Linked DNA regions of Urocitellus parryii: region 2 is linked to region 1. A link is a contact called in public Hi-C data. All regions are on one chromosome and are shown on one strand. Each heading gives the region's core, a stretch centred on a gene start, on an enhancer-like site or on the middle of the called end of the contact. The rest is flanking DNA. Distances are from core to core; before and after follow the strand shown.

Evidence for each region. Hi-C and Micro-C count contacts between places; a contact is called where the count stands out from the background.
Region 2: a Hi-C map of liver shows a contact between it and region 1, with 5 times the contacts expected there. The contact joins the promoter of Smim45 here to the promoter of Ndufa6 in region 1. A contact is called at or near these places in 2 of 2 Hi-C or Micro-C datasets (liver and muscle).

Annotation. Positions count from the first base shown.
Region 1 is chr5:6,938,657-6,941,897 of mUroPar1.hap1, reverse strand. It overlaps Ndufa6 (NADH:ubiquinone oxidoreductase subunit A6), which reads right to left and starts at 1,362. Exons shown (of 3, transcript XM_026382330.2): 1 at 1,185-1,362. The coding sequence starts at 1,323.
Region 2 is chr5:7,090,703-7,093,823 of mUroPar1.hap1, reverse strand. It overlaps Smim45 (small integral membrane protein 45), which reads left to right and starts at 1,612. Exons shown (of 1, transcript XM_077798667.1): 1 at 1,612-1,818. The coding sequence starts at 1,612. The coding sequence ends at 1,818.

The DNA.
Region 1 (3,241 bases), core at 113-2,612:
TTAAAGAACTGGGTTCTACATGGAAGCTCCTTCTAGGGTAAGCCCTATAAAAACAACAGTAGCCAATAACTTAATAAGTGTTAACCAAGTGTCAGGCCCTGTTCTAAGCACTTTGGATATATTAACCTAACACAGTAACTCTCTGAAGATACTATCAGTACCCCCATTTTATAGATGAGAAAACTGAAACACAGATGAAATAACTTGCCCAAGGTCACAGAGCTACTAAAGGGCAGAGCCTGGAGATGAGTGCAGGCTTATTCTAATCTCCACATTCTGCTGCTTCTCATAGATAGGGAAGTGTCAGCTCTGAGAGTGCTACAATGCTCCCAACTCACTCAAACATGCCTTACCCCTCAGACTAGCAGGGAAGGTCCAAGTTAAAACACACTAAGAACAACAAGATAACAAAGCATGGACAGTCCCACAGTTGTACTACCCCTGGAAGTTTAGGTGGGATTTTCCCCAGTCTTTATTGGATAAAATAAAGTGGGCAGCCGGGGGAAATCAAGATAAGAAAACAAGCTCTGCACACAGGGAGTTTACATACTAATCCTTCAGCTAAACGGACTGAATCTCTGCCATCTGGGCGAAGGAAGGGGTTCTGCGGTAGAAGTGGGGAGACCGGCAAGTCTTGGGAGACTGGAGGGCAAGGAAGCCATCTAGCCTGAAGAGACTGGAAAAGGAGTCGCTGGCTTACCGGACGACCTTGGGAAAATCACTTCCCTTCTCTGGTTCACTTTCTGGTGGTGACAGGAACTGGATGACTGCCCGAATCCTATGGCCACTTTGTTTATAAAACCCAATGGGTGTCTGAAACTGCCTTTTGGAACTAGAGTTGACTCTGGGTTCCGGGCCAGAACGCTTCGCTTCGCCTCTCGGTGCCCTCAGGTGCCTCATCTGCATAATGAGTCTGTCACCGACAGTCCCTGCTCTCCCTCTAGGCCTCGGGAAGAACTAGGAGACAGGACACCAGAGCGCCGAGCGCGCCTGGAACCTCTGTAGGATGCTAGGAACGACTGGTCTGACCTCGGCGCTGCCTTCAGGTCGGGTCCACCTTAGCTCGAGTGACCCTCTTCCCCTGAAGCACCCACAGTCGCCTCTGCCCAAGCTAGTGACCTCGGCTCGGTCGTGAGACCTTGGGCAGCTGCATCCGGGGCCCCGCCTGCGCCGCTGCCTCTCACCAGTGTTTGGCACCTCCCGATACCAGGCGCGGTAGAGCTCGCGCACTCTCCGCTTGGCCTCGTTCATGTCCCGACTGAAAATGGGCTTCACGGAGGTGCTGGCCGCTGCAACAGCCCCGCGGACGCTGCTCGCCGCCATCTTGCTGAGGCGCCGCCTCCCACGCGCGCGTGCGTGGATGTCGTCCTCATTGGCTACAATGAGACGCCACGCCCCCTGCTGGTAGGCAGGAGGACGGCTCCGGGGCTCTCCGATTGGCTGGGAGCCTCTGTTTCAGCGGGAGTAGCCGGGCTCGGGGAACGGCGCACGCTGATTGGCAGAAATGCGGCTCCGCAGTTGGGCTGCTGAATTGTGGCTCCGAAAGGCTGTCGGGCGCCAGGAAACTGCTTCGGGATCTTGGACTGAGTGCAAGAGCCTAGTTGCAGCGTTTCTAGGCGCGCGGGCTCCAGGTTTCCCGTCGACTGCTTGGGCGTGGGTAGCAGGACCGTGAGGGGACGTCTGAGGTAGATACAGGCGCCCGGGCTGGACCGTGGCGGCTTTCTGCAGCAACAGGTTGTTCGCTGATTTATTTTCCTAAAAATCAGTTCTTCCGGTGCGCGGTAGATGTTAGAGCGCCTCCTGGCTTTAGCTTCTGGGCACTTCTGAGCCCTGGGAGGTAGGTCACAGCATCACTCCATTTTAGACAAGGACTTGACATCCCAAGCCGTGGGTCTCGCCCAGAAGCAACCCAGGAACCTGAGCAAGAAACCTGGAAAGAACCTTAAGTCATCCGTTTTGGGAAGCTGCCTGCTGGCATTTTCTCGCAGAACACCAAGGAGAACCTCGAACTGTAACGGAAAAAGTAACAGCTAACAACATGACAGGCGGTGCACTGGATTTTCTAGTTAGTTTAACCTCATAGGCCAGACAGGTACTGTGAGCATCCCCATTTTACTGGTGAGGAAACAGATGGTGCACTTTCCACCTGCCACATTAAGTTGCCTCCCTGCCCGACTCCCCTGTAGGCGTCTCTCTGTCTTTCTGAAGATTCAGTAACAGGCACCTTGGAAGTACTGGGGAAGGGAGAAAGGACAAGGCTGAGTTTAGCTGTGGGACCCCAACTGGCTTGGGTAGGATCCTGCATCGCCCAATCTTTCTCCGTTTTTTTTTTTTCATTATTATTTTTGTACCAGGAATTGAGGGGCGCTTTGCCCCTGAGCTACATCCCCATCCCTTTTTTATTCTGAGACAGGGTCTTGCCAAGTTACTGAGGGTCTTCCTAAATTGCTGAGGCTGGCCTTGATCTTGGGATCTCCCGAGTTGGTGGAGTTGCTGGGATTATAGGCGTGTGCCACTGTCCCGGCTTTCATATATCCTGTTTATTTTTTCTCTTCAGTTTTGTTTATGGCTTTGTTTTATAGAAATTTATTTGTTGATGAGGCAGAATCTAGCTAAGTTGCCCAAGCTGGACTTGAACTCCTGATTCTTTTGCCTCAGGCTTCTCAGTAGTTGGGATTACAGGAGTGAATGAATGTACTTGGCTAAATATAGAAATTTATATATTAATATATGGGGAAGGGGTTGTAGCTCAGTGATCGAGTGCTTGCCTACTGAATGCTAGGACCTGGGTTTGATCCCCAGCCCTGCAAATAATAATAATAATAATTAATAATAATAAACTGAGTATTTTACATCTTATTTAAGACTGTCTTTCCTACCTCAAGATTACAAATATGTTCTTTTTTATTAATACTTTTTAAAAAATTACCATTTTATGTTAATCACTGAGAATTTTTTTTATCACACAATCAAAATGGTATACCTCTATCATATTCAAGGAGCTATAAACACAAGCATCAGTTTCTGTCCATTGATGTTCTCTAGTTTATACCAACAATTTTAATTGCTCAAGATTTAGGTATGTTTTGATATTCCTAAACAAGTCTTATTTTTCAAATATTTTTGGCAATCTTTTTTCTCCTTTTTTGATGCTTGTTATCAAACCCCAGCTCTGATTTATACACTGCTTTATATCCTCAGTGAGTAAAATTATTTATTTATTAATGCAGTACTGAGGCAC
Region 2 (3,121 bases), core at 363-2,862, 150 kb before region 1:
ACTTGCTTTCCGGGGCCATTTCATTCATCCCTGCTTCCCCAGAAGCCCAGGTGGGCCTGTGCTCATTTCATCCTGCTCAGTATCTTTCCCTGTCCTGAAGGGCTCAAGCCATAGGACCTCACTGGGTTTGGGGGTCCAGCTCCTCTACTTCCCATTTGGGTATCCCAGGGTAAGTTAGTGATCCTGTCTGGACTTCTGTTTCTTTATCTGTAAGTTACAGGCAGTGACACCTGCCCCACAGGCCTGGCCTGAGGTCTGTGGAAGTACCCTAGTGGTGCTCTTCCTGCCAGGCAGACAGAAGGGGCTCCTGGGTCCACCCCTTTCTTATACCTTGGGCAAGTTTTAGGAGGTTTAAATGGGTCCTGCTCATTTCTTCCCTGGAGGAGATGATCTGTGATCTGGCTTTTGAAGTGTGAACAAGAGTTTGCTCAGTGACCAAGAACGCAAAGAATATTCCAGGGAAAATGAAAGCAGAGAAAAAGCTGGGGACTGCGTAACATGCAGTGTTCACAGGTGACTGACAAGCAGTTCCACGATGAAACGGAGGGTGTGGAGAGCAGGCAGGCTGCACAAAGCACCTTCCACTGCTACCACCCACTTTCCTGCTTTCTTCACCTCTAGTTCACTGGAAATAATAATAGCTAATATTTGTTGAGCACTGATTCTGTGCCAGGCAGCAGGACTTCAGATATCTTTTGGGCAATTATTAAAAATTCACAGTGCCTTTAGGAAACAGGTCCTATTTCTGTGCCTGTTTTGCAGCTAAAGGAAACTGAAGGTAAGAGTAGAAGAACAAATTTACTATGTAGAACCTACTAGGTGCCAACATTTCATATAAATCAACTCACTCAGCAGTCCCCAAAACCCTAGAGGCCAGGTGCTGTTATCATCCCAGGGTTCTAAGGACTTTGCCAGGACTTTTGATTCTAGCATCTATGGCCTTATAATTATGAAATTTGGCCTGCTCAGACCCTGTTACAAAGAAGCAGGTCCCCTGGGGGTGGATATTTGCTTTTATGAGGCCTCAGCTGGTCAGGGTGTGTAGGTGGCCAGGAACCCATGCATCTGTTGGGATGGGGGAGCTGGCAAACAGCAGACATTGCAACTGCAAAATCAGAGCTGGGCGCAGGGACACAGGGAGACCAGAGGAGGCTTCTCCCCACCTTTACTGGGGCCTCATCAGGGGATGGGTCACCACACTAAATCCTCACTGGGACCTGTGCCAGGGCTGTTTTAGTTTCTCCTTCTACAGGGGAGGAAGTGGACACCCAGAGAGGTTAGGCAACTTGCCTAAAGGCACACAGCTGGACAGGGACAGGGTCAGAGCTGTGCTTATGAGCTGTGCTTAAGCCTCCTCTTATAGGGTGAGTAGGAGCTGGGTGTCTCCAGTTGATGGGGACAGGTCAGTGCGTGGTTAGAAGGCCTGGGCTGCTGAGGCACCATATGATCTGGATCAGGCCGGCACTGCCCCTCGCTCTCCCGGACCCCAGTCTCCCTATGTGTAAAGTGGCGCTTGGGGCCCCGGTCTCTGAGGGTCTCTCTGGGTGGGCGCCACAAGGGGCCCCTCCACCAGCTCTCATGGCCCGTGTCTTGGCAGCCAAAGCCGCCGCGATGCCGCACTTTCTGGACTGGTTCGTGCCTGTCTACCTGGTCATCTCCGTGCTCATCCTGGTGGGTTTCGGCGCTTGCATCTACTACTTCGAGCCGGGGCTGCAGGAGGCGCACAAGTGGCGCATGCAGCGCCCCCTGGTGGACCGGGACCTCCGCAAGACACTGATGGTGCGGGATAACCTGGCCTTTGGTGGCCCGGAGGTCTAAGAGCCGACGTGCGCAGGTCGCAGGTGAGGGTACCCGGTGTCCTCGCTCTACCCGCCGAGCCTGGAGACTCTCGAAGCAAAGGGAGGATGACCCCTTGGTCCTCCAGCTATCTCTCTGTAGCCCGGGCTTCCAGCAGAGCCACCTGGTCCTCCGGGAGGCCCCTGGCCGTACAGGTGGGGCACCTGGGGGTCTTGAGGAAGCCTTAAGGTATTGATCGCCTCTGCGGGCTCCCTGGGTCAAGCCAGCTCTCTCCGCGGCGGCCTTCCCCAGCTCTGGGGATATCCCCCACCGGCCCCTGGGCTTTCGTGCTGCCCAACATTCTCCCCCTCCACCTGGAGTCCACATGGCTGCTCCTGCTTGTCCTGTGCCTGCGGATCCCCCTTTCCACCTGAATCCCCAGTTTCCCTCGCTCCCCTCCCCCCACAAAGGCACCGGCCCTGCAGCTACTTGGGGAAGGCTTCAAAGCTGACTCAGGGAAAGGGCCTCCTTTAAAGGCTGCCTGCCGGGTCCAGCCCAGCCCCACCCTTCCGGCTTAGGCTTGGAATGGTTGAGGGTGAGTGGTAGGGGTATATGCAGAGGGTAGGACTATGGGAAGGGGGGAGAGAGAGAGAGAGAGAGAGAGAGAGAGAGAGAGAGAGAGAGAGAGAGAGAGAGAGAGTGTGTGTGTGTGTGTGTGTATTCCGTGTGTGGGAGTCCCAGGGCTCTGTGGGTGTGAGGACTGTCCTCAGTTGGTTCCAACTCCCTCCTTCTGCCTGCTAAGGCAGCTGACAGGAGTCCCTGGCCACCCACCCTCCCTATCCCATGCTGCACTTCCAGGATTGAGCCCAGCCCCTCTTGAGCCAGGATGCCCAGAACACAAGCCCACCCTGGAGCCCTCCTCCTGTGCAGAGTCTTCATTGCCTCCCTTTGGATGTAGATTGACAGCCTGTCTCACTATCCTTTGCTGGGGCTTCCATCTTCATTTATTCCCAATAATAAAGACTTCATGATTACCTTTGCAGGACTATCCTTTTTTGAAAGGATATCAACTCACCTACTGGGTCCTTGTGAAAAAATAGGCTAGCTCAGTACTTTCCATTTTAGGGATGGGAACACCAAACCCCAGTAAAGGATGAGCAGGGTTTCTCAATGGCAGCATTATTGATATTTTGGAGAAGGTCATTCTTCGATATAAGGGGCTGTTGTGTGCATTGCAGGATGTTGAACATCCAGGGTTTCTACCCATTAGAAACCGATAGCACTTGCCCCTTCTCCTGTCAGAGCAATAAAAAAAAGTCACCTGGAATCCCTGGGGATAGTGTAC